Linked DNA regions of Sus scrofa: all the other regions are linked to region 1. The links are chromatin contacts, called in public HiChIP or PLAC-seq maps. All regions are on one chromosome and are shown on one strand. Each heading gives the region's core, a stretch centred on a gene start, on an enhancer-like site or on the middle of the called end of the contact. The rest is flanking DNA. Distances are from core to core; before and after follow the strand shown. Region 1 has its middle 6.9 kb from the start of CRYAA. Region 2 has its middle 71 kb from the start of SIK1. Region 3 has its middle 44 kb from the start of SIK1. Region 4 has its middle 27 kb from the start of SIK1.

Region 1 (4,069 bases), core at 953-3,452:
GCTGACACTACAGGCCCGGAGACCGGGCCATCCGCCCTCTGGGGAGGCAGGCTCCCGGGATCCGGATCGAGCGCCTTGATCCGGGGTTTGCAGTGAGCACGGGGCCTCATCAGGCAGGGAAAGGAGTTTCCCAGGAGGGTAAGACCCCACCTTGCCCCGCCTCCTGAGACAGGGCCACGCCCCTCCGCCCTCCCAGGGCGCCTGGACACCCCTTCTCCGCTCTCCACCCTGCCTGGGGGTTTCTTAAGCTAAGACACCCATGTGCCAGCCTGCAGCGGCTTTGTACCTTCGGAGAGGCCTGGACTCTGGGGTCCGATGGAAATGCCTGAGGCCATTGACCAACGGCCAGGGTCTGGCCCCTTCTTGGCCCTGGAGAGCCAGCCCCGCATCCCCCTGGCCTTTGCCCGGCTGGTCCTGCCCTGTCAGCAGCATCCATGCTCCCTGGGATGTATAGGGGGCCTGTTCTGGAACAGTCCCCACACGGCCCACCCTCCACAGCTGCTGTCGGCCAAGTATCACTGACTCCGTGCAGGCACCCAGCTGCCTATCATCTTCTGCAGAGTCCAGGGCAGGTGTGCCCGATGCCCACCAGGCAGGAGGCTGCACTCATGCCAACAGGAGCTCAGCTTTGGCCATGGCTGTCTGGCCGTGCCCCACGCATCGGGGGCACCAGGCATGCCCACCAGGCATCGGGCGGCCCCAGAGCTCTGACCATGGTGCTCTGCCAGTGTCAGTGCCGCGGGCTGTTGTAGGAAGAACTTCAGAACCCAAGGGACCACCTGCTGCCCTTCCTGCTCCTCCCTCCAGACTCACGCCTGTCCACGTGCTGTAGGCCCGGGGTTCACCTCCCGCACGGCTGCCCCGCCTCTGCTGCCTGCTGATGCTTCTTGGCCCGCTGGCCTTCCCCCCACCCTGTCCACTTCTGGTCACGTCTTGCCTGGGGGCCACTCCCCAGACAGTCCTGGGCCACTGGAGTCCAGCCTTATTCACCCTAGGACACGCGGCTGTCCCCACCACCAAACTGTGAAGGCGGGTTGGCCAGCATCCCCTGAAACTGATGGTCTGTGGGCCCCACTCAGAGTCCTGCACAAATACAGATGCCCAGGCCCTGGCCCAGACCTGCCGAATTGGCCTGTGTGGGGCTGAAGCCCAGGAGTCTGCGAGCTGATAATTCTCCACGAGAAACTCACATCCAGGAGAGCCTGAGGGACTCCGGAGTAACAGCAGCTGCCTCCGTGGGTGGGTCAGTGACGGGGTGTGGCCTGGCGGCAGAGCAGCCTCCCCACCCCTAGGTCTCATTCTAGATCCTGGGGGGAGGGGCACCTTCTCATTCCAGCAAATAGGAGGCTTGCACGTGGTTACGTGGTTCTGGAGCAGGAACCGAGGTCCCCTCCGGGATCTCACGGTCACCCTGAGCTGCAGGGTCATCACTGACATTTATCAACAGCAGCAGCAGCAGGAAGAGCATTGGCGGAGCACCTACTGTGTGCCAGACACTGTGCCAGCCACACTGGCAGCTGGCAGCCCCAAAGCAGCCCAGCTGCCTGTAACGGGCTCCACTGTTAGGGAGAAAAGCAGGCTTCCAGGCTGAGTCACTTACCTGGCGCTCCCATCGGGGAGGGCCCGGCCAGGACTCACCCTGCCTGTCTGAGCTCAAAGGCAGGACTCCAGCCCCTGCACGACAGGTGTCATTATACAGCCTCACAGCTCACCCCAAGTCAGAAGGCACTGAAGAAGTCAGCCTGGTCCTGATCTGCAGGTGACTTGCTGTGTGACCACAGGCAGATTTTTGAGGCCCTCTGAGTATCAGATCCTGCTTCTCACCAGTTCACGAGGCGCAGGGTGGGTGGGGGGGAGTGGGAGGGGTGGGGGGGATGGTACTCTCTCCCAGGGGCGTCCAGCAAGCCCGTGGCCTCCTGCGTTTCCAAGACTCACCACCAGGTGCCAGCAGAGGCTTTGTCTTGGCCGCCCGGCCCTCGCGGGAAGAAGGGGCGGAGCTGAGAGGTCACCTTCACGGGTCCAGAAGCAGCCGCGCATCTGCTGCGACCAGCTCCTGGGGGTGGGCCGGCCGCGAGAGCTCTGGGAAACCCCGTCCTGACCCAGGGAGTGGGTGTCCAACAGAGGACACTGAAAAGAAAAGCCCCACTGGGAGCCAGTGGTATTTCTTTACAACAAGCAGTTTTTGTTTCGTTTTCTTGTTTGTGAAATCATTTGAAAAGGGGCAAATCATTGCCTGGCAGGCCAGCACCATGTGGGGGGGGCCCCCTGTGGCTCTGGGGGATCTCCCCCCTGGCAGAATGACGTCGTGTGTCGGCCCTCTCTGGCCATGGGCCTGCTGGCTCCCACGGTCTCTTTCTGGGAAGACTCTAGAGCAGCCTCGGGTCCTGCCACGTGCCCAGAGGGGACATGGCCTTGGCAGGCAGCCCTAACACAGTGCCTCAACACTGTGTCCAGCCGTGTCAGACAGGAACCTGATGCGGGTGGGCACAGTGGCGGGGTCACAGGTCAGCGGTCTCATCAGCCAGATGCTACACCCCGAGGCTGTGCACCTGTGTCAGACCGCACGTCCAAGGGGAAGCCACCAGGGGGGCCTGGGACCTGAGGGACAAGGCCAGGACCTGTCTCCTGGAGTCAGGGCGGTGCCTGCCACCTAGCACCTCCCTTGGCCTTCAGGACTTGGGATGGGAGTGGGCTGCCCAAAGGGGATTCCGCCCAGGCTGGGGCCGGGGAGGGGCGGCCTGGCCCAGGGCTGCGGCCCCCATGTGGCCCACATTAGGGCCAGCGTCCTGGCTGCTGGGGTGGCCAGGCTGGGGGTTCTGCCGCTGTGAGTTTGCTCCAGGATCCTGGGCTGGGGGTGGAATCTGCAGGAGCAGGGGTGGTGGATGTGTGCAGGTTGCTGTCACAAAAACAGAACCCAACAGAAGACACGCATGTGTGTGGGCTCACGCACGCACACACGTGCACGTACGGCTCAAGTCACATGCACATGCAAACACAAACACACAAGCACACACACATGCACAACACATAGTGTGAGCCACAGGTGCAGAGTATGCACGTCTGCACGTCTGTGTACACATATGCACACACAGACACGCACTACACGCACCTGCAATGGCCACGAGCAGGCTCTAGGCTCTATTTCCTGCCTCCCGTCAGCTTCTCTCTGTCTGATGTGTGCTTGAACTTGAAGACACAACCACGCCAGACATATCCTGCCCGTCTCCCCCCCTTGAGGGGAGCCTCCCTGTGTGCTGGCGAGCAGTCCCTTTCACGAGGGGCTTTTGGGAACGCCTGGCCGTCTCGGTGTGGCTGCAGCGCCTGGCTGCTGAGCCTGGAGGGGGGGAGGGCACGGTGTGCTCAAGGGCACCCCAAGGTCACGGGCAAGGAACATGAGGATCAGGCTGCTCCTTCTTCCCCAGGCTCTTCCCTCTTGCCTTCATCTCCGCCCAGCCCCCCACCCCCAGGAGCCAGAAATCAACAACAACAATAATAAATATTGTGCTTAAAAACACATCTTTCCAAAACCTCTTCAGACAGAGCCTCACTGCACTTAAGGGTGGGTTTGCAGGTTGCTAAGTATGATGGGGGGGCACCGGGGAGACCAGTCAGACCAGGGGGGTAGAGGTGGGATGCCCACATTCTGCCCACACGACTGCGGGACCTTGGCAGCTTTCCGGTGATGATGGAGCAATTCCTGGGGGGGACCAGGGCCGCTTTCCTCCCCATGGCTGGGGACAGCTATGTTTGGGGACAGCCATGTGTGGGGACTTTGTGTGCAAGTCCATGCGGACAGCTCACCCTGGGCTCCCTTGCGGGGACTTACTGGAGCAGGTGCTTCCTTTTGCTGGTTTCCTGTGAAAAGCTGAATTATAAGGAGTGGCCTGGGGCGGGGGTGGGGGGGATGCGAACCCCAGCTGACCGCTCCTGAGCCGGGTCCTGACTTTCTCACTGCCCGTTCCTGCAGCCACCGTCCAGCGTGTTTCTGGCGACAGGCAGACCGCAGGGCCGTGCCGGTTTCCGGGGGGCTGCCAGGACAGGTGGCCACAAACCGGGCAGCTTCAAACAC
Region 2 (4,069 bases), core at 481-2,980, 240 kb after region 1:
GGCTCAGGCAGCACGTTCCCCGTGCTCCTCTCTGAACCCCAATCTTCCATTCAACGCCTATAAACCCCCAATTTTTTGTCTTAACCCCCAGTTCTTCCTAGTAACACCCAATTCCTCCTGTTAGGCCAAGGCTCTACCATCTGACGGCCTGATTCAAGCCCGAGTCCACATTCCTGGAAACGTGACCTTGGACACAGCACTTAACCCTCAAAGCCTCGGTTTCCGCCCCGGTGAGACAACTGACAACCTCAGTCTTTGCACGCAAGGCCTGGAGGAGGTGGGGGGACATGGCCCCCACAAGGCCCCGGCATGGGGGACGGGCTGAGCGCTCAGGTAATGTCTGCCCAGGCACTCTGATGGTGACTGGGGGTCCGAGCCTGACACTGGTCCGAGGCTACAAGGTCTAGCCCAGGGCCAGCGCAGAGGTCTGGAACGGAGCCATCACACGAGAGCATGCCCAGGTTTGGGGGAGCCCCCAGAAGGGGGGTATGCAGGGCAGGTTTCCGAGAAGGGCTTGCCCATTTGTGCACCTGCCGTCACATCTCACAAGATGAGTGACTGCGCTGAACGCCAGGGTGACTAAGACCCACTCCAGCCTGACCAGGAGGGACAGACACACTCAGGACAGACCCACTCCAGCTTGGCCACCCAGGCCTGCCTCTACAGCAGAACAAAGGGGGCTCAGGAGCAGACCCTGGTGTGTTTCTGGAGAATCCCAGGGAAGAGGTGCCAGGAACAGAGGGCAGACAGCCACACTGTGCCTTCCTGGGCTGACCATCTCTGAGGGCAACTGTCTTAGCTCGAGCCACTGTCACAGACCGCCACGTGGCCAGCCCTCACACAGGCTCTTACTCCTCGCAGTTCGGGAAGCTGGACATCCAAGACAGAGGTGCCAGCAGCTGCAGGTTCACGGAGGACTGCCTGCTCCTAGATGCGTCCTTGCAGGCTGCCAGTGCCCTGCCCTGCAAGAGGCCCAGTCGGCCCCGAGGCCCCACCCAGGGGCCCAGGGAGAGGGCAGAGGACCACATGGTTACACCCGCAGACAGCGTGGCTGGCAGGAAGATGAGCCAGGGGTCCAGGGCTCAGACCGTCACCCCACGAGAGACAGAGCTTCCGGGGCCCCGTGGAGACAACCCCTTGGGGTGCCAGGCTGGAAACTACAAAAGCCCCGGCAAACTTTCTCCTATTTGGTAGCCTCTGGAAGACACAGGAGGGGACGGCAGAGATGCCGGAGGGACAGACTTGTGAGGCCGGTGAATCTCAGACAAGCCCACACCTCCAGGCACAGGCCGAGGGCCAGCAGTGTGGTCAGGGGTGTGGGGGCCACCCAGCTGGTCGGGCTGTGCTGTCCAGCTGCCCCATCCAGCCTCCTCGGGGACACTGCCTCAGGACAGACTCGCCCTGGCAGCATCACTTGGTTCCGAGGTGCACAGCCTGTAGGACCAGCCGGGTCTCTGGCCGGAGCCCCACCTCTCAGCTCTCACGTGCTTGCGGTGTGCGAAAGAAATGCACAGATTTTAACGGGAGCCCAAACTAAATGCCCTCAGGAAAAGGAAAACTAGGGCAAAAACACGGGCATGTTCCAAAGGCAGAAGCGAAAGTGGATTCGGACCCCAACCCATCAGATCGGCTTTGCCACGCGGCCCCGCCCCTTTCCGTGACTCTGACTTTCTAAGAATGAAACCCGGCAGATCCGAGCTCTGGGCTCGGCCGGGAGGGAAGGGACAGGGTCTGTTCAGATCCCCTCCCGGAAGATGAGAACTCAGCTGCCCTTGTCTGTTGGCTTTCTTGGGGGCCCGTTCCTTAGTCCCTGGGGCGGGGGGGGGGGGCCGGGGGGGGCACCCAGGGCGAGCCACCCCCCACCCGCCCGGATCAGAGCTTCCTGCTGTGACACAGTCCCGTCCCCTCCCCCCGCTCCCTCCCCCGCGGGGCCAAAGGCCGCCCGCCCAGGCCGCGCTGTTCCAGGACTTGGAAGGGGCAGCGTGTGCCGAGTAGGGCAGGGGTGGCGAGTTTCGGGGACAGGAGAGCCGTCCTGGGCTGTGCAAACCCAGGGCCGCCGGCTGGCGCTGGGGATTAACGTCCTGGCCCGCAGTCGCCGTGACGAATAATTGCAGGACAAACAGGAAGGCCTCTCACCTGCCAGAGCCCCCGGCGTTTCCTACGAAACGACAGCGCCCGGCGGGAACAGGCAGTTTTGTTCTTTGCGCCGAGCCTCTGGGCCGGTGACGTCAGCGGCTCTAAGGCCGCGTCCGGTCTGGTCTGGCCCGGGAGCTGGTCCGCAGGCAGGCACCGGGGCCTCGGAGCCGGGGCCCTGTCCCCACGCCCGCACCTCCGGCCGGGACCCGGCTGCTGACTTCGCGGCTGCTCCCGCTCCCTGACCCGAAGACAGGGCTTTGCTCGGGCAACTTGCAGGAGCAGGATTTTCCCAGCACCGGAGGGAACAAGATGAAGGAGGCTTTGGGCGGCAGGACCCTGGGGAGCAGGACCAGCAGCCTGGGGCGTCCGCCTCAGGTGGCCTCCGCCCAGCATCTGGTCCCTCGGTTGCTGGTTAAGGGGACATGTGCACAGCTGACCTCGGATGAGCAGGGCGTCCAGGTCTGTCCTGCAGGGCTCCGGGCCCTGCCCCCTGGCACAGCCTCCTGCCCAGCGTCTGAGCCCTGTACGCTTGGTCCAGAAGGAGCTGAACGGATCGAGGCGGCCCCCGAAACGTGGGGGGTGAGCGTCCTCCGTGTCCCAGGAGGCCGGCAGCCACGGCCCTGCCGCCAGCAAGCAAACCCAGGTCTGCCCACCACGGACACACAGGGAGGCACCGGAGGACAGCTGTCCACCCTGACCCCCAGGCCCGTTTTCCCCAGCTCCGCCCAGGAAACGCTTGACGACATCAGGTAGAAAAGGACAGGCCCTTTGTGACAGGCCTGCTCAGACCAGACAGGTGACAGAGGGAGCCCCAGGCCTGCCCAGGCCAGGCCCCACCCCTGCCACTGGCTGGAGAACGGGCTGCGGCGGCTGGAAGACAGCGGGCAAGGACGCGGCCGCCTCTGGACGCTCACTCTGGCCTCGCTGCCCTCCACTCGGGAGAGAACCCCTCCGGGGAGACTTGGCGCTTCTTAGTTGTGGCCCAATTCCTGCCAGGATTTCATGGGCGTGGAGACCAGGAAAACAGGGGAACTTGGCTGGACCGGAGCCAAGCCCCCCTCCTGGCTCTGGAGGCAGCAGGACAAAGCCCACCCAGGCAGGCAGACACACGCGTGCACACGCGCTCGTCACAGTGGGTGTGTCACGGCTGTGAGGCATCAGGTGACAGACACCAAGCCAGTCTGGGTCATCAGCGCCTTCTCGGCACCTTCTCACAGCTGCAGCTTCCTCCCGCTTCATGGTGTGGCCGACGGTCCTACTGCAGAGGGGCCGGGTTTCTCAAGTTCCCAGGGCATGACACACGAGCGCCCCGTGAATTTAAGGACGTCATAAACAGCTTTTATTACTTTGGTGAAAAATATGGGCTCAGGGAGTTCCCGTCGTGGCACAGTGGTTAACAAATCCGACTAGGAACCATGAGGTTGAGAGTTCAATCCCTGCCTTTGCTCAGTGGGTGAAGGATCCAGCATTGCCATGAGCTGTGGTGTGGGTCACAGACACGGCTGGGATCCTGGGCTGCTGTGGCTGTGGTGGAGGCCGGCAGCCACAGCTCCGATTAGACCCCTAGCCTGGGAACCTCCATATGCCACAGGAGCGGCCCTAGAAAAGGCAAAAAGACAACAACAACAAAAATATGGGCTCAGGAGCTCCCATTGGTGGCTCAGTGCAAATGAACTCAACTAGTATCCATGAAGATGCAGGTTCCATCCCTGGCCTTAGCTCACTGGGTTAAGGATCTGGCATTGCTATGAGCTGTGGGGTAGGTTGCAGATGCAGCTCAGATCCCATGTTGGCTGTGGCTGTGGCGTAGGCCAGCAGCTGCAGCTCCTATTGGACCCCTAGCCTGGGAACCTCCATATGCCATGAGTGTGGCCCTAAAAAGCAAAAAAAAAAAAAAGAAAGAAAGAAAGAAAAACGCAAAAAAATCCAAGTA
Region 3 (4,069 bases), core at 732-3,231, 210 kb after region 1:
TTGTCCCCTCCCCCGCCCCCGGCACCATCCTCGTTCCCCGGAGACTCTGAGCAGCCCGGGCACCAGGCCAGGTGAGGTGGGCCCAGGTGCGCCCAGGTGAGTCTCCATGACACTCTGTGCCCCACGGAGGGGACCGCCACCCAGACCCCCAAGATAAGCCGCCAAGGGGGACAGAGGGGAGGTTGGGGTGCTGATGACCTAATTCAGCTCAGAGAGTTGACATCAGCGCCTGTTTGGGTTCGAGGGGTGGCAGACCTGCTCAAGCAGGCCGGGCCCCAGGTCACCAGCTCCATCCTGAACTGTGCCCCCAGGAGCTCAGGGGGGCCTTTCCTTCCCAACTGGAGTTGAATGGTGGTCCCCAAAATATGCCTAGGTCCCGACCCTCGGAGCCTGGGAGGGTTATTTGGAAGTGGGGTCTTTGCAGATGTGACCCGGGTGGACCTTAAATCCAAGCGTGACAAGAGGGGCCAGCGCAGATGAGAGGCAACGGCCCAGCCCAGTTATGAGGGCAGGCAGGTACCAGCAAGAGTGCTGTGCACGTGTGCCCAGCGTAGCGGTGACAGCAGTTGGAGGCCCCGGGCTGCTGGGCGGGAGGAGCGGGGGCTGGGCCGCGGCCCTGGAGGCTCTGCCGGCCACGGAGCCATGCCTGCTCCGTGTGTCCCAGCACTTTCTCTGGCAGGCGCCCCGCCCAGAGTCCCTTTCCTGCGGGGCTGGAGCGTGTCCTGCCCACTTCCCGTGCGTGTGCGGGCACCCAGCCCAGCTGCAGGTGTCTGGACTCGCCCAGGCTTTTCAAGTAGCTGCACGCGGGTTATGTAAGGAGCCTTTTATGGAAGCAGCAGGCTCCCATCCCAGGCCTGGGGGCTGCACCAGTGCTCCAGGACACTGACCCAAGTCCCCAGCACAAGGACGGGCCGGCGCAGAGGGCACCCAGCCCGCTCGCACCCCCACACCCACTTTCTGCCCTCCCCCTGCTCTCACAAGCCGCTCGGCCAAAAGGCAGGCCCGCTGCACCCTCTGCCTGGACAGCGATGCTTCGGGGGCCCCGAGAGACAGCGAGGGTCCTGCTGAGAGGCCGGACAGGGGGTGTGGAGGCCAAAGCAGGAGCCTGGCCTGGCGGGTCCCCCAGCTCCAGAGCCTGGGACAGGACCCAGGTCGGTCTATGTTGGGGCGGGGGGACCCCGGTGCACCAGGAGCAAAGTGGGAAGGGCCAGGGGCCAACGTGTCTCTGGGGGACGCAGCCACCTTGAGGCTGAGGACACACCGTGGGGCTGCCCACCCAGGAGGAGGGGGCTGGGCTGCTAACCCTCCAGCTGCGCGTGTCACTGGCAAGGGGCTGCCAGGGCCTCAGCTCCCAGGAGGTGGGGCTCCTGTGGCCAGAGGGGGCCTGCAGGCCTCGGCTGCACAGGGCGCTGAGTGCCCAGGGCCCCGGGCAGGCTACCGGCGGTGCTGGCCACAGGCCGCTTCCACTCCGGGTTGGAGGGACAGGAGGAGAGGGTGTGACTCCGGCAGGATGGTGCTGCAGAAGCCGCGGCTGCAGCTACAGAAGCACCTGCAGATGCAGCTGGAGCCGAGAGGGAGAAACACCCCGCTTCCCCCGGAACGGCCTCTGCGCTCCCAGCGAGCACACTGGCCACACGGGGCAGCCAGGCGGCGGACCGCAGCCTCGGGGTCAGCTCTGCCCCCGGAGCCGCGCTCAGCGAGGGGGTCTGGGGACCCAGACCCTGCACCCCGTGTGCCCCCAGAGGCTGAGAAGGGAGGCCAAGGTCAAGGCCACAGCGGGGGAGCCCGAGCAGACTTCCCAGAGCCGGGCGCTGGGCGGTGGAGGCGGCGGCCCGCTTCCGCCCGGGGAGGCCACGCGCGCAGCCCTGTCCCCTGCCTGTTCCCCGCCCGCTGCTCCGGAAGCCTGGCTCTCCACTCCCGAGCGCTCCGGAGGCCTCGCTCCTTCTCATTCCCCAAATAGGAAGTCTTCGCAGCCCTCGGCCAAATACGTGGGGAGCTGACTTCAGAGATTAGCCGCCAGGAAGCCTCACTACCTAACAGAGCTGATAAGGGCCCCCGAGGAGAAAGGCATCCGGCCCTGAACCAGTGGGAAGGGGGCGGGGAGAGGAACTGGGCAGAGCGATCGTCCTCCCCCCCGCCCCCCGGCACCCCCGGGACTGTCCTCTCAGCTCCTGAACAGGGACAGAAGAGGGCCCCTCCCCCAAACACCCCCACTTAAAAATATTCCTAGGATTTCCTGCTGTGGCTCAGCGATAACAAACCCAACTAGGATCCGTGAGGACGCAGGTTCGATCCCTGGCCTCGCTCAGGGGGTTAAGGAGCCGACGTTGCCATGAGCTGTGGTGCAGGTCACAGACGTGGCTCAGATCCCAAGTGGCTGTGGCTGTGGGGTCAGCCGGCAGCTGCAGCTCCAATTCAACCCCTAGTCTGGGAGCTTCCATGTGCTGCAGGTGCAGCCCTAATAATACAAATAAATTTTTTAAAAATTAAAATATTATTGTTTCACCAGTATTCCCATGACAGGGAACTTGTTCTAAAGAGAAAAGTTTTCAGCAGGCAGATGGGTCGCCTTGTAATTATTCGTCAGAAGGGGGTTCCCCTCTGTTCTCCCGAAACCAATGGACCCGACTGGCACCGGCGCCAAGGTGAAGTGGAAGAACACGCTGACTTCAGCCTGAGCGCCAGTTCCTGTGCAGGAGTGGCCCTGAGGGTCCCTGCGGGTCTGGTGGGGCACGAAGGGGCCGCTGTCCCCAGGGAGAGCCAGGCGGGCCTGTCCGCCCAGAGCAGGGCCTTCTGCCGTCTGGTTGGTATTTCTGCGGTTCCGCCTGCTCAGGCCTCACTTCCTAACCTGAAGCCTGCAAACCCACGGGGCTTGGGGGCGCCAGGGCACCAGCCACATCGGCCCCTTGCCTCCCAGCGCCCAAGCCATCACACAGCCCTCTGGGCGGCAGCAGGGGACACCGGCCCGGGCTCTGGGCCCCGAGTGCCGCAGAATCCGTGGTTGTTGGGGAGACACACGCGGGGTGGGGAGGGGCGGGGACTGGGCCAGACCCACTCGGGGTGTTCAAGTGCAGGACCATTCTCCTCCTCCACCTGTGCCCCCTCCACCCCCCTCCTGCTTCTGGAAGGACTGACCAGAGCAAAGCTCTCTGTGCCCCCAGAAGCTCCAGCCACAAGCTAAACGGCCGCCCGGCTCCAGCTCCCTGCTCACCTGTAGCGTTTCCGGGCTGGTCCTGCAGGTGGCAGTGACCTTGGCGCATGGTACCAAGTGTGGGGGCACAGTCTGGTGGGCCCACAGGGAGCTGAGGCCCCAGTGCCCCCAAGGGAGCTGCGAGGCGGGGTGGGAGCCACTCTGGGGGCGTGGGTAGGGCAGGACTGCTGAGGCCTGGGAAGCCCGGCACTGTGCCACTGCGGGCTGGCCCCCGGGGGGTCGGCTTTCTCATCCGTGCTGATGACAAGTAGTCACCAAATGCTGCAGGTGACCTCCGGCAACCCTCACAGCACTACCTCTCATGTAGGGACAAGACGCCAGAGAGCCCACAGGTGTCTGGCCGGACACCCGGCCCCCTAAGCTCACTCTGTAAGGGGAGGCGACCCGGCTCCCCAGGGGGCTGCTCTGAGGCAGCAGTGCCCGCCTGTGGGTCCCCTATCCAGAGCCGGTCAGCGGGGAGGGCCGCCTGGGAGCGACATCCTTAAATCCAGCCCTGGGGCCTCCAGGTTGCAGGCACTGAAAGTCCCTTCCGCTTTCCTCCTGGAGCTGGGGTCGTGCAGGAGGGAGGCACCCTTCGTCGTGGGCAGAGATGGGGCAGTTCCAGCCCTGACCAGAGACGGCGAGGGTGCAGGCGGGAGGGACGCAGCCCAGCACTGATGGTGGACCTCGTTTTCAGCAAATTTTTCTTTACCACAAAGTTCCGTGTTAGAATTCTGCACATTCCCTTCCCCGAAACAAACTGCATCTAAATAAGGACCTTGATCTAAAAACCACGTTGTGGAGTTCCCTTCGCGGCTCGGTGGTTAACAAATCTGACTGGCATCCATGAGGACGCAGGTTCGATCCCCAGCCTTGTTC
Region 4 (4,069 bases), core at 661-3,160, 140 kb after region 1:
TCTCAGAAGCCTCCAGAACGATTTCTTTCCTTCTTTTCTATCTTTTTGTCTTTTTAGGGCCACACCCGCGACATATGGAGGTTCCCAGGCTAGGGGTCGAATCGGAGCTGAAGCCACCAGCCTACACCACAGCCACAGCCATGCGGGATCCGAGCTGCGTCTGCAACCTACACCACAGCTCACAGCAACACCAGATCCTTAACCCACTGAGCAAGGCCAGGGAGAGAACCTGCGTCCTCATGGATACTAGTTGGGTTCATTTCCACTGAGCCACAATGGGAACTCCCAAGGCCAGTTTTAAAATAGCCAATTACCCGATGAGCTGGTGAAGTTACTTTTCTTCGTGAGGCTGCGACATCACACCTCATGCCCACCCTGAGGTCTGGGAAGCAGGCTCTGGGCAGCCCCTCTGTTGCCCCCCCAGCTCCCTAAGCTCTGCTCCCGGCCCCACCAACGCCCGGGACCCCCACCCATTCACACACCCTCTCCTGCCCGAGAGGCATCTAGCCTCCTCCCCTGACAAGTATTACATGTTCCTCCAGATGCGTCACCCATGTCGCCTCCTCCAGGAGGCCTGCTGAGCCTGCTCCACCACACCCAGCTCCATTATCTCCCACCATAGCCCCTGGCAGGCCGTGTGATGCCACCACAGCTCCCCCTGGACCCCCATGTCCCCTGCAGCCCAGGGCTGGCCTGTCCCACTCACCCCAAGTCCTCAGACCTGGCTCATGTCCTCAAGCAAGGGGTCCCCATGGGGAGACCTGGCCAGGCGGCACCCAGGGACAAGATCCTGATGACCAAAGAGGCCCCTGTGGAGGTCTGGGGCCCCCTTTAGACAGCGAACCCCAGCAGCGAGCTCGCCACAGGCCACCGTGTGCTCAGGCAGTTGACTCGGCTGCCTCCAGGGCCACATCTGTCCCGTTTCGGGCACCGCCTCCCAAACGCAAGGCCTCAGGGGCTGGTGTTGGGGTGAAGGGGGGCAGGGACAGGAGGCAGCTGTCCCCATGGCGACGGCGGCCCCTCCTGCTCCGGGGGTGTCACCAGGACTGGGGCCCAGGGCAGGGGGCTCACGGTTGCAAAGGCTCTTTTCCAGGAAACACACCCCAGTGTCAACGGCTGAGCCTCCGGGGGCTCAGATCTTAGCTTACATTCATGTTTGTCCCTTTGGAGACACGAATTTTCTCGGCCACCTTCAGTCTTGGGGAAGGGACCTGTCAGGGCCCTGCTTTGGCCGCTCTGGGCCCTTGTGGACTCGCCTCTCCCCCCCCTCCCCCGCCCAGTCTTGCCTCAGCTCCTGTCCCAGGATGCGACGTCGGGTCCTTCAGCTGCTGAGCCACAACGGGAACTCCAAAACGTCAAGCTTTTAAACAAAGGCAGGCTCCGGGCCTGGCCCAGGGCGCCAGGACCCTGGCTGGTGCTGCCCCGGATCCCACAGGACCCAGCAGGTGTGCGGACTGGAAGTTCAGGGGCTCCGAGCCTGCGGCGGGATCGCTGCCAGGAACAGACGTGGCTGCCTGGGCTTCCTGCGGAGGGAAAACAATATCCCAGCGAGGAAATCCCGGCTCCCAGGGAATTTCCCAGGCTGCGGGCGGGTGACTCCCGCCCCACGACGGGCGCGGGGCCAGGGCCTCCCGGGAGCCTCAGACCCTCTGCCAGGGGACTGTGGCTCCAGGGCCCCCGGAGACCGAGCTTCCCACACAGAGGGGAGGCTGAGAGCCTGACCACTGAACCCAGAAGTGTGTTCTAACCCGCCGCCTGTGAGTAATTAGTTATGGAGCCTGACCCCCGGGGAGGAAGAGAACAAAGACCACTTGCATCTGATTTCGCTTGAGGAAAAGTTCCACCAGTCCCCGCTGCTGCGGAGGGAGGATGCCCCAGGGAGAAAAGCGAAAGCTGCTTCCAGATTTCTCCACCTGGGAAAGTCCCTTCCGACGACAGCAGCGGCCGTGACTTCACGGGAGGGGAGGGTCGTTCCAGGTGTGGGCCTGACGGGAAATAGATGTTCCCATCCAGCTGGGTCGTCTGAGGAGTGTTTCTTAGAGGCACAATCTGCAAGAGGGTAGACAGGCCTTCGCAAGCAAGGCAGGGGTGGGCAGTGTCCTGGGGGTGGCCCAGGAGAGGCTGTGTCCCCCCCCGGACCTGAGGGAGGGGAGGAGCAGGGACTGACCTTGTAGCCACTGGGGCAGGAAAGCCCGGGGAGGACAGGGCATGGGCACACACACGCGTACACACACACACACGCGGAAAGGAGTGATCTACGTAGCAATCTAAACCCACAAACCTTCGCTCCCCTCAGCTTCGGTGGCTCAGGGAACCAGGAGGTACTCAGCTGGGTGGTTCTGACTCAGGGTTTATTCACCGCGAGGCTGCAGCCAGTTGAGCCAAGGCTGCCTCATCCAGAGGTGTGACCGGGGCTGCAGGTTCTGTTTTCTAGAATGTCTGTGTACGTGGCGGTGGGCAGGAGGTCTCTGTCCCCCACCGGTGGACCTCTCTGCAGGGCTGCCTGAGTGTCCTCACGCCATAGCCGCTGGCTTCCCCAAGAGTGAGTGACCCAAGAGAGGACGACGGAAGCCACCGTGTTGTGTGTGACCTTGTCCTGGATGTCACTGACCCTCTCAGTCCCAGTGCCGGAGGGGATTCCCAAAGGGCATGAGGGGCTCCCGGCGTGGCTCAGTGGGTTAAGAACCCGACTAGCATCCATGAGGTTGAGGGTTCGATCCCTGGCCTCGCTCAGTGGGTTAAGGATCCGGCGTTGCCATGAGCTGTGGTGTAGGTTGCAGACGCGTCTCCGATCCCACGTTGCTGGGGCTGTGGTGTAGGCCGGCGGCTGTAGCTCCGATTGGACCCCTAGCCTGGGAACCTCCATATGCCGCAGGTGCAGCCCTAAAAAAAAGAAAAAAATGGGGGGGGGGAGGCATGAGGCCCAGGAGATGAGGGCGGCTGGGTGCCAGCTTAGAAGCTAGATTCCAGTTTGAGCGAGACCGTTACCGGAGCTGGGGATCCAGTGGCCGAGGTTGAAAATGGCAGAGGTACTGAGCACCCCTGGTGGCCCCCAAACCTCCCCGCAGAGCTTAACGCATGAGAGTGCGACAGGGGGGCGTCCAGCAGGGTTGGGGGGCCCTGGGGGAGCCAGCCTGGAGGATGCGGGGCCGAGGGGAAGGGCGCCTCCCGCACCCCAAGCCCGCGCCCTGGGAGACGGCAGCTGAGCTCACCGAGGGGGACAAGACGGCAAGCGGCCTGCGAGAGGGCGGCTGCCGGGGGACACACAGCCTGCCCCCGGCGACCTGGAGTGACTGGGCATGAGTAGGGTCCGCACAAGGCCCAGGAGGGCCCGTGAGGCCTGGCTCGCGCTGCCACCGGCCAACACAAGCCAACGCCGTGCTCAGACGGAGGCGAGCCTCGGGGCTTGGGCATGTCCGGAGGGAGCTCACGGGAGTGCTGGCCTTTCTGCCTTTTCTGCAACGACCTGTGACACTGCGGAGGTGTAAGGGGAGTGACTACAGTGAGTGTGAAGCTGTTGTCTGCATTTGGTAAATAGAGGGAAGCCGGAAGGAGGGAGTTGGCGAGGGGACAAGGAGCACGCGCTGGGAAACATGTGTGAGCCCCAGGTGGGAGCTCGGGGCTCGGGAGCATCGGTAAGGCAGGACGTCCCCTCTTGTCCCTCAGGGAGCGGGGGCCTCGGACGTAGCTGGCCCCAGCTGATGGGGGAGCCCCAGGAAACACACAGCCTGCTGGAAGCCAGCTCCCGCCGGCCTCACTGCCCACTCCTGGAGCAGGCCGTTCTGTTACCCGCGGGGCAGACCTTCTCATTTACATTCTCGCAAAGATCTAACCCCCCTCTGTCCAGATTCTGGGACATGGCCATTTGAGACGCCAACACAGCTCTCTTTTCTCTGAGGCTGACCCCAGGCATTAGAAAGACACATACCCTGTCAGCCAGCCACAGGGGTTGGTTCTGGGATGCTCCATGGCCTAAGCCATGTCATAAGAACCCCCTCTGGGAGTTCCCGCTATGGCCCAGTGGGTTAAGAATCCAGCTAGTATCCATGATGTTGCGGGTTCAACCCCT

What was found. HiChIP or PLAC-seq counts read pairs in DNA pulled down with a chosen protein or histone mark.
Region 2: an H3K27ac HiChIP or PLAC-seq map of skeletal muscle shows a contact between it and region 1. The contact joins two enhancer-like sites. A contact is called at or near these places in 1 of 47 Hi-C or Micro-C datasets (skeletal muscle) and 2 of 2 datasets of contacts at active chromatin or transcription factors (alveolar macrophages and skeletal muscle).
Region 3: a contact with region 1 is called in an H3K27ac HiChIP or PLAC-seq map of skeletal muscle, with 10 times the contacts expected there. The contact joins two enhancer-like sites. A contact is called at or near these places in 1 of 47 Hi-C or Micro-C datasets (epiblast stem cells) and 1 of 2 datasets of contacts at active chromatin or transcription factors (skeletal muscle).
Region 4: an H3K27ac HiChIP or PLAC-seq map of skeletal muscle shows a contact between it and region 1. The contact joins two enhancer-like sites. A contact is called at or near these places in 2 of 47 Hi-C or Micro-C datasets (embryonic fibroblasts and heart right ventricle) and 2 of 2 datasets of contacts at active chromatin or transcription factors (alveolar macrophages and skeletal muscle).

Annotation. Positions count from the first base shown.
Region 1 is chr13:206,298,724-206,302,792 of Sscrofa11.1, forward strand. No RefSeq gene overlaps it. Among named protein-coding and RNA genes, the nearest start is that of CRYAA, 6.9 kb to the left of the region's middle. Within about 2 kb of position 2,203, at least 53 of the 83 cell types and tissues checked have an H3K27ac peak or open chromatin away from gene starts, as enhancers often do. A contact at or near this core is called in alveolar macrophages and skeletal muscle, where this site is marked.
Region 2 is chr13:206,534,476-206,538,544 of Sscrofa11.1, forward strand. No RefSeq gene overlaps it. Among named protein-coding and RNA genes, the nearest start is that of SIK1, 71 kb to the left of the region's middle. Within about 2 kb of position 1,731, at least 48 of the 83 cell types and tissues checked have an H3K27ac peak or open chromatin away from gene starts, as enhancers often do. A contact at or near this core is called in alveolar macrophages and skeletal muscle, where this site is marked.
Region 3 is chr13:206,507,705-206,511,773 of Sscrofa11.1, forward strand. No RefSeq gene overlaps it. Among named protein-coding and RNA genes, the nearest start is that of SIK1, 44 kb to the left of the region's middle. Within about 2 kb of position 1,982, at least 22 of the 83 cell types and tissues checked have an H3K27ac peak or open chromatin away from gene starts, as enhancers often do. A contact at or near this core is called in skeletal muscle, where this site is marked.
Region 4 is chr13:206,436,836-206,440,904 of Sscrofa11.1, forward strand. No RefSeq gene overlaps it. Among named protein-coding and RNA genes, the nearest start is that of SIK1, 27 kb to the right of the region's middle. Within about 2 kb of position 1,911, at least 23 of the 83 cell types and tissues checked have an H3K27ac peak or open chromatin away from gene starts, as enhancers often do. A contact at or near this core is called in skeletal muscle, where this site is marked.